2 separate regions of the Rattus norvegicus genome follow, and region 1 is linked to region 2. A link is a contact called in public Hi-C data. All regions are on one chromosome and are shown on one strand. Each heading gives the region's core, a stretch centred on a gene start, on an enhancer-like site or on the middle of the called end of the contact. The rest is flanking DNA. Distances are from core to core; before and after follow the strand shown.

What was found. Hi-C and Micro-C count contacts between places; a contact is called where the count stands out from the background.
Region 1: a Hi-C map of liver shows a contact between it and region 2, with 4 times the contacts expected there. The contact joins the enhancer-like site here to the promoter of Hpcal1 in region 2. A contact is called at or near these places in 9 of 12 Hi-C or Micro-C datasets (the A7r5 cell line, frontal cortex, kidney and 4 more) and 1 of 1 datasets of contacts at active chromatin or transcription factors (oligodendrocytes).

What each region holds. Positions count from the first base shown.
Region 1 is chr6:46,291,523-46,295,892 of GRCr8, forward strand. The region is part of intron 2 of Hpcal1 (hippocalcin-like 1); the gene reads left to right. Among named protein-coding and RNA genes, the nearest start is that of Hpcal1, 87 kb to the left of the region's middle. Within about 2 kb of position 2,974, at least 21 of the 93 cell types and tissues checked have an H3K27ac peak or open chromatin away from gene starts, as enhancers often do. A contact at or near this core is called in the A7r5 cell line and liver, where this site is marked.
Region 2 is chr6:46,204,710-46,209,038 of GRCr8, forward strand. It overlaps Hpcal1 (hippocalcin-like 1), which reads left to right and starts at 2,185. Exons shown (of 5, transcript NM_017356.3): 1 at 2,185-2,417.

The sequences.
Region 1 (4,370 bases), core at 1,724-4,223, 88 kb after region 2:
AATGTTTGATTGTTGGCAATTGCTGGAGTCTCCAGGTCTCAAGAAAGCCCACACTTTGGCTGGAGTTAAGACAGTGGCTTAGAAAGGATGGGCTAGGGGCTTGAGAGGCATAGCTCAGCTAGTGGGGTGTTTGCCTAGCATGCATGACGTTCTGAGTTCCATCCCTAACATGAACTGGTACACACACACACACACACACACACACACACACACACACACACACACACCTGTAATCCTAGCACTCAGGAGATAGAATCAGGAGGATCAGAAATTCAAGATCAGCCCCAGCGACGCTGCATGTTTGGAGGCCTGTCTAGGAAAAGTGAGTCCCTGTTTTAAAAAGAGGGGCAGGGGAGATGGCGGGACAGGCTGGACCAGATCATACAGAGAGGTGCAGAAGTAGGGGTAGGTGACAGGTACAGGAGCATCAACGAGGACAGCGCCTGTGAGCTGCAGAGCCACTGTCAATGGCTGGGTCTTCTGGGGATCTAAAGGAGTGCCCAGGCAGCCTGCTCCCTCCCTCCCTAACTTCCTTCCTCCAGTGAAACAATTACTGTGGCCTTCCTGTGTATGTTAATTGGTCATGAGATCAGTCCCAGCTGTGCCCTGGGGAACTGGAACCCAGCCCTGTGCCCTGGAGGGGGGGTGGGTGGGAGAGGAGCAGTTGGTTCATCTTGAAACTCCACTTCTGTGCCTCACCCTCTGCCCACCACCAGCCTAGACACTGTATTTGGCATTATAGGCATAGGCTCTGTGGAGAAGGGCCCGGGCTTCAACCAGCAGTGAGCATCTCACACAGCTGTGCATGCATGCCCCTTGCTTTGCTCTGGGGGTTCACAGAGTAGGTCTTCAATTAGTGCTTGTCACTGGGGCTTCACTTAGTAGGTATTCAGTTATTGCCTGTCACTGGGACTTGACATAGTAGGCATTCAATCAGTGCCTGTCGCTGGGGCTTCACATAGTAGGTATGCAGTTAATGCCTGTCGCTGGGGCTTCACATAGTAGGTATGCAGTTAATGCCCGTTGCTGGAGGTTCATAGTCAAGTTTCTGAATGACTCAGAGGCTCCGTACAGACCTGTGGCTTCCGGCCTTGTGATAGCAAGATTCAAACTGGCCACGGGTGGCCTTTCCGAGCTGCCCACACCATTCCTTATAAACAAGCTCCTGCCAGGGCTCAAGACTAGCTGCTGGGGCCACTGAGGGGCCGTAGGCATATCCCATTCCCCTGCTTAGCCTTCTCTGCAAGGATGGGAGGGAGTGATGACGGTTTAATAAGCATGACTTACTGTTTTTATTTCTTCCCAAAGACATTAGCCATGAGTCAAATAGTTGGTGAGAGATTCCCTGGAGGTTTTCTTCTGAGCTTAAAACAAAAAACAAAAAAAAAACTAATTTGTGGCGTGAGTAGAGAAGCTGTGCTTGCAGTCCCCAGATCCACAAGCTTCATTGGGGACCACCTATCACAGGGGTCCCTTACCCTGAGGACAGAGCCCTCTGTCAACACATAGCCAGCTCACCTAACATTTAAGGTGACGTTTCTCTTGATTGGCTTCTGCCCAAAGCGTACCAGTAGAATGTGGCAGAAGCTCATTCACTGGGGGCACATGAATTCTATTCCTCCAGTTCACTGGGGAGCCATGAGGTGGGAATCTAGACATCATTCAGTCAGGAACCGGGGAGAAATGGAGCTTTCTGCTGTCGACTGGGAGCCGTGAACCTGCCAGACAGGACATTCATGTCTAGGAAGGAAAAGAGCCTTTTGATGTACCCTAGAAGACTGTCGTGTGGAGGAGTCACATTTTAGAGCTGGGGTCTGTCTGCTCAGGTTTGCACTGATCAAAAGCCACTGGAGAAAGTGTGTGTGTGTCAGGAAGTGCCCTCCCAGGCCATTCCAAGGCTGGCAATGATCAGGATACCTGGGCTTGTGCAAGTGTTTCAACCCGCCATTACAAATGAGTATAGATCATGGGCTACCTCTGTTGCTTCAGGCTTTTACTCTGGCTTTCACCCAAATTGAACCACCCTTTGCGATGAATCTGAATTCCTTGGGTCTGATGGTATTTATTCCTTCTTTCTTTCCCTAGCCTTCCCTCCTCGCCACACCCTACATTCATCCGTTATCCATTCCTCTCATACTGTTCCTCGCCATCCCAGACCCTTGCGAGTTGTTCTAGTCCAGTCGACACTGTTCTGTTACTGCTGAGCAGTATCGTGGATTGTGAGCCATTCATCATCCCCCTCAGTGTGCCTGGAGGGGTAACAGACCCAGAGCCGGGTAGCAGACACAGACCTGCTGATGGTGGTCTCCCCTAAAACCTGAGCCTAGGAGCTCTTGAAACCTAGCAGCTGTGAGGGGCCCCTGAGTCTGACCCCGTGAACTGCCACCCCTGCCCCCAGGTAGATGGACCTCAGGTAACACGTGCCCATGCTCTCTCTGTTGCCTAGCGACTCGCCTCTGAGCACACTGAGGCTCCCTCTGAGGATTCCTCTTCCCTGTCCCCTCAGTCAGCATCTGAGGTTAGGGTCACTCGCCCAGCACATCTAGGCCAAATCCATGCACGTTTGGTAGAGGTGTGAACAGAGGTTGAAAGAGGAGTGGCTGGATGAATGAATGAGCAAATGACTCATATTCTTGTGTGTAAGAATAGCGAGTTCGAGTGTGTGTATGTGTGTGTGTGTGTGTGTGTGTGTGTGTGTGTGTGTGTGTAAGCTATGCAACGTGTATGGCGTGAAGTGTGAGTCACTGCCTGAGGGTCCCTATCCCTCACACTCCTATTCCCAAGGACATCAGTAGGTCTGGACTTCCCGGCATACGGGCTGCAGTGAGAGAAGGGGCCTCCCTCCTTCTGCAGCCCCACCCCTTGTCAAGCAGGCCCTTGGTGCTCGGGCCCCTGTACTAGATCTGCCCCTCAGCAACATGAGCCTCTACAGTCCCTGCCCTGATGTTTGCCTGACTACATCCTTCCTTCCCTCCCCTCATTTCCTCTTTGAAGTTCAGGAGTTGAACGAACGTCACTGGCCCCACCCCAGGGATGTGTCCAGATCACTGTGACCCCAGGCTCTGTGCCAGCACAGGACAGGGTTTTTAATGCCACTGCACTAGGCGTGACCTGCAAGAGAAGCTTTTCAGGTCTGTGGCTTGCCGCCTTGCTGCCTTGCCTCATCGGGTGCAGTACTCTGATGGAGCTCACTGGTCAAGCTTGTGGTCTTTCACAGTAAAAGTCCCCCAGTTTTACCACTAAGCATTTCCCCGGTGTCCCCTCATAGCTTCCTCTTCCCTCCCTTTCATAGAAATAGTTATGCTGTAAACTCAACACACAGGGACATTCACTCTCTGTTTACAGCGCGGGAGACAGGACTCAGAGAAGTTGAGGTAGCCAAGAACATAACTAGAAAGGAAGGCTGTAGGCAGGGATTGATCCGGGGACCACCAAATCTGCCTGTTCCATTGCGGCCTGACACAACTGCAGTTCCGTTGAGAGAGGGACACACAGAGACTCAGTCAGGAGCAATGAGAAATATTCTACCCTGCTTGATGCTAGGCCTGGCTCAGGACCCTGGAGTAGGCTCTCCCAGGAGTGTTGGGTGCTGGCCACTGGCCAGGACAGCCCGAGTCAAGTCATTGACCATGCAGAGCCAGTGCTAGAGGGCCCGTGCCATTCCCTTGTCTACTGGGGAATGACCGTTACTGGCTCCTTTGGCCTGCAGCCTCAGAGCCTAGTTGATATGAACTGTCATCCTGCCCAGTCAGGAGCCTATGTGTGAGTCATTCCAGAGCCAGCCCAGGGCCCCCAGAGAACCTGTTGCATCAAGCCTGAGGCCAACGTGCCAACTTGAGCCTGGGTGCTGGACATCAAGGCAGAGAAGCCCACGCTGGCTCCATCCCACCAGGACTGATTGCACAAGACATCCATCTGTGGAGGGGCTGGGGGACCAATATGGAGGTCTCTGCCCCTCTCCTGCTTACAGTAATGTCTTATATACCCTTCAAAAGAGCACATAAGGCATGCTGTATTCCAGTAATTTCAACAGACCGAGGAGTGTCTTGATTTCAAGGCTGCTGGGCTGTATAAGAAGGTTATCACAGCCAGACAGTGTTAGCACACACCTTTAATCCCAGTACTCAGAAGGCAGGAGGATCTCTGTGAGTTCCAGGCCAGCCTGATCTACAGAACAAGTTCCGGGACAGCCAAGGCTCTACAGAGAAACCTTGTTTCAAAAAATAAAATAAAATAAAATAAAATAAAGACTCTGTCACAAGAAAACGGGGGAAAGAGGGGGGGGGGGAGGATAGGCGGGAGCTGGCTACCACTGTTGGTAGAATGCTTGCCTAAGATCCACAAAACTCTAAAGTCTGTCACTAAGTACT
Region 2 (4,329 bases), core at 935-3,434:
GGTACTGATAGGAAGTGCTCTGGTCATTGCCTCTGCCAGCTTCTGGGGTCAAGGGACGGGTAGACAACCTCAACAGGCTCGAGCCTCACCTACTCCAACCCTGCAAATAAAACATGATAGAAAATGAAAAGGCTGTGGAGACATATTGGCCTCCACAGCCTTGAATAGAAAGAGACTATGACCAGCAACCATGTTAATTTGAAAGTCCCCCAGGTAAGTTAAGACGGCAACCTCTCTCTCTCTCTCTCTCTCTCTCTCTCTCTCTCTCTCTCTCTCTCTCATTCTTTCTTTCTGCAAGACAGGGTCTCCCTATGTAGTAGGTCTGGCTGACATGGAACTCACTATGAAGAACGGTGGTGGGTACAGCCAGCTACCCTCAGGTTTCTTAAAGTACTAATAAGTAAGCTTTTTTTTTAATTTAAAAATTATATTTGCTGTGTGTGTGTGTGTGTGTGTGTGTGTGTGTGACTAATTGACTAATTCTGGACCATGAGTATGGGCAGAGATGACTCAGACTTCTTCCAGGCCGGGCTCCTAAAAGACCTCCCTGAGGTGCCACTTCTGCTATCTTAGGTTTTTGTTTTGTTTTGTTTTGTTTTTTAATGGATACTGAGAACCAGTGGTGGCCTCCAAAGACCTGAGGTTCTGCTGAGGTCACTAGATAGAAGGCAGCAGGTTTCTCAGTGTCTGAGTAAGGCCTCCCTCTTTCAGGTTGAATGAGAATGGATAGGGGGCCACAGTACAAAGTAACCTGCCTTAGTTGGCAGGATGTCTGAAGGCTTCTGCCTTAGCCATCCCCTTTCTGGGAGCTGCCTACCTGTAACCCTAGATACCTGTGCAGTGGTGTGCTACAGAAAGGGGCAGACTGACCTTTGATAGGGTCTTTACTGAGAAGGAAGCCTTTGTGGCCAGAGAGACCCAAAGGCTAGCCCTCTAAATCAGATAGGTGCCCTGTAACTCTCACAGCCGACATTCCCTTGAGTCCTCTGGGTTCAGTTTTGCCTTTCTGCACCAGAGGCAGGGAGGAATGGAGAAGGCCCCAGGGTTGCCCTCCACCTCCAAGCTGCTCTACTACTGGTTCCCCTGGCAGCCTCCTGAATAGTAGGAGTTCACTCACATGTTTTTTGTGGAGGAGGATTTGAAGGAGGGATTTGAGTTTTTCCCTAGAGACGCCAGAGAGACAGTTTCATCTCTGCACAACAGGCTCGCCCAGCTCCTCTTATAAGCTGTTTCTGTGGTTACCTGTCTTCTGGGATATTTGCAGTGGGTGGGCATGGCAGGTGCGATCTGCCAGAGTGTACCAGGAGTCTGAAGGAAGCACCACTGGGACCCAGAAGGCCAGATGTCAACCAAGCCCCCCTCCTCACCAGGAAACGGAAACCACACTGAATGTCAGGGAGGCAAAGACCCCCAAGAAGGATCCTGGACCTCCTCGCTGTCCAGTTTATAGGTGGGAAAACCGAGGATGAGGGAATCTAAGGGTTTTCTTGGCAAGATGGCTGGATGAGTTAGCAGAAGTTACTACAGCTGGAACACAGGTCTTCCCGCCTCCAGGCTAACCTCTTTCCTTAAACCAGGCGCGGGGAAAGTGGGTGATAGGTACACACGGGACTGGTGTGGAGAGGGAGGAGAGCCTTGCAGGCATACCAGAAGGTCCTGGGGTACCTAGGGCGACTCAAGCTTCTTTTCCACTTCCCTGGACATTAGAACTGCACTTCCTTCCAAGTACGGGGGGGGGGGGGGGGAGAGGAGCTGGGGAGCGGGGGTGGGTGGGTGCCCGCGAAAGGCCATCCCCTTTGGGCACCGCCTCTCAGCCTCTCCCTACCCGCAGGCCAGAGGTCAAGGGTTAGGAAGGTGGGACCAGTGCTCGACCCCGCCCCCGCTCTCCCACACCTTCCACCCTGCCGCCCTGCCTCCCGAGTCCCAGTGGCCTTAACACCCTGCAGGACCTCTGCTGCGCTGAGAAACTGCGAGTGGTCAGGGTGATAAGTGGACCAGAATTGGCGCACTGATGGTCCAGCAGTGGGTGTGGCACAGGGCGGGGGAGTGACCAGGCTGTAGCTGAGGCGGGGCTAAGACCGGGGGCGTGGTCGAGGCAGGAGGCGGGGCCGTGGAAACTTGAGTGCCCGCCCTGCGATGCGCCCCGCCCCGGCCTCCGCCTCCGGTCCCGCCTTCTCTTCCCTTCCTTCCCGGGCTGGCGGCGGCTGCGGGTGGTGGACCTGCAGAGCGGCGGTCGCCTACACCTCGCTCTCTCCTGGGCCGGCGGATCCTTTTGTCTCTCCAAGCGGTGAAGGTCGCAGAGTCGGCGCGGCGGTTGCGGGCGCACTGACGCCCGTTCTATTGGTTATCTCCCCAGCCTCAGCCACCGCCGAACTTGAGCTCGAGAAGCCAGCGGATCGCGTCCAGTTCCGGAGCCGGTAGGGAAGGGGAGGCTGCGGGACTGCGGGGCTGCGTGGAGGGAGCGTGTGTGACCCGCTCGCTGGGACCCGGTTGTGTGAGTGCGCGGGTGTGTGCGCGCGGCTACTGACGGTGCCTGTTTCTCTGCGTAGTGGGCTTGCAGCTGACCGCAGACGGTGGCGTGGCTCTAGAATGGCGTGTCCTCGTGGGGATCGTTGGGCTCGATGGGATGTGCACTTTTTAGATTACGTTTGTGGAATTGTGTGTCGGGCACACTTGCCTGTGGGGACTAGTGCTGGCGAGGGTCGAGGAGGAGCCGCTGTGCGCAGAGTGGGGGTGGCGGGGTGGGCGTGGGCGGTCTGCCCCGGAAAGCTGAGCCCCCGGTTGGTGTCGCTCCGTGCACTACGTAGCTCAGGAACCTGAGGGTAGGACTAGGACCCGATGAGCAAAGTGCCTGCCTAGTGGGCAGCGGGCGTTTACACCCCCCCCACGGGGGGCAGGTCCACGTGATAATTATGAGCTTCGAAGAGGGATGGGGACCCCTTGGCAATGATCAGCTCTAGAGCAGAGGGAAAGACCAACCCAGTCCTGGCCTCGCTGTGACCTGCCCTGAGACCTGAGCCTGAGACAGGCCACCTTCTTGGGTCGCAATTTGCGTCTGTATCAAATGAGGGTGGCCCCTCTGGGGCTGTCTTGACGCTAGAGAACGCACCACACGCAGTTCTTGACCCAGAGTCTTGCACACAGTAGGTGCTATTCATTGGATTCTCATCTCATTAAAAAGAAATCTGTTTTGCCTTTTTTGTGGATGACGCTCTCATTTCCTCCTGCACGGTGGTTTGTGCCTCCTTCCTGGATCTAACTTCACAGCGAAAGCTTGGAAATTGAGAAAGTTTAGGCGGCTGGGTGCGATACCTCCTCTCCGCACCTTACTGGCTGCGTGACGCGGCCTTCGAGTGTGCGGGAGCCCGCAGCGCAGGGCGCTAGCCCGGAAGGCTCCTGAGCCCGGGCAGCGTTCCGGAAGGCTGCGACTACAGACTCGCGTGTCCTTTTGTTCAACAAGTGCCTGGAGGATGTCAATCTGGAATTAGAGTTGCGGTGAGAAAGTGGCTGTCTCTGTAGACTCATAGTCTGGGGTTCCTGGAGCTTTTCTCCCGGCCTGGTCATTCAGGAAGCCACCCTCTGTTCTAACCACTAACAAGTCCACCCAGAAGAGGGTGTTCGCCAGGACTCTAAATCCTGTTAGACACCCTACACCCCACCCCCAAGCCCCGCCTGCCTTGGCTCCCATGCAGTCAGCCTGATGCGGGAGACTGAGGTCCGGGTGGCACCCTCTTTCCTATTCTGCTCCTTGATTTTAAAAAACGAATATATTTGGTATTGAAACCTGGTAAAACCGCACTGCCCTGAAAATGCGTACTGATCTTGGCAGTTCAGCCTACCTCACTTTAGTATTTGCACTGCGCCAGCTAGAGGGGCAGCATGGGGTTGCATTGGGGGAACCTGTCAGTTCCCTGGGGAACCTGTCAGATCCCTTGGTTACTTCCCTTCCCTACCTTGTTGTTCTCAGGATCCTTCCCAATTTAAAAGCAGCCTTTAAGCAAGGCTCTCAAAATGGAGCACTGGTGGGGATGCCTGCCACCTGCCTTTGTATGGGATATGTTCCAGAGTCCTGCATGCTCCCTGGTGCTCCTACTTGTGCTCTGTAAGAACCTGGAAAGTCTAGCAGGTGCTGTGACATTGGAGCAGAAACCTTCAGTTTGGGTCCTTTGATTTGTCTCCAGAGTCCTGAGGTCTTTGGGATGATGGACATCCAGGGATGTCCTGAGCTGATTTTTAATCCTGATGTCAGGGACTCACTTAGAAAGCCACCTGTTCTCAGTCTTACCAAATGATTTATACCCTAAAGAGAAAAGGGCTTTTGATTGGAAT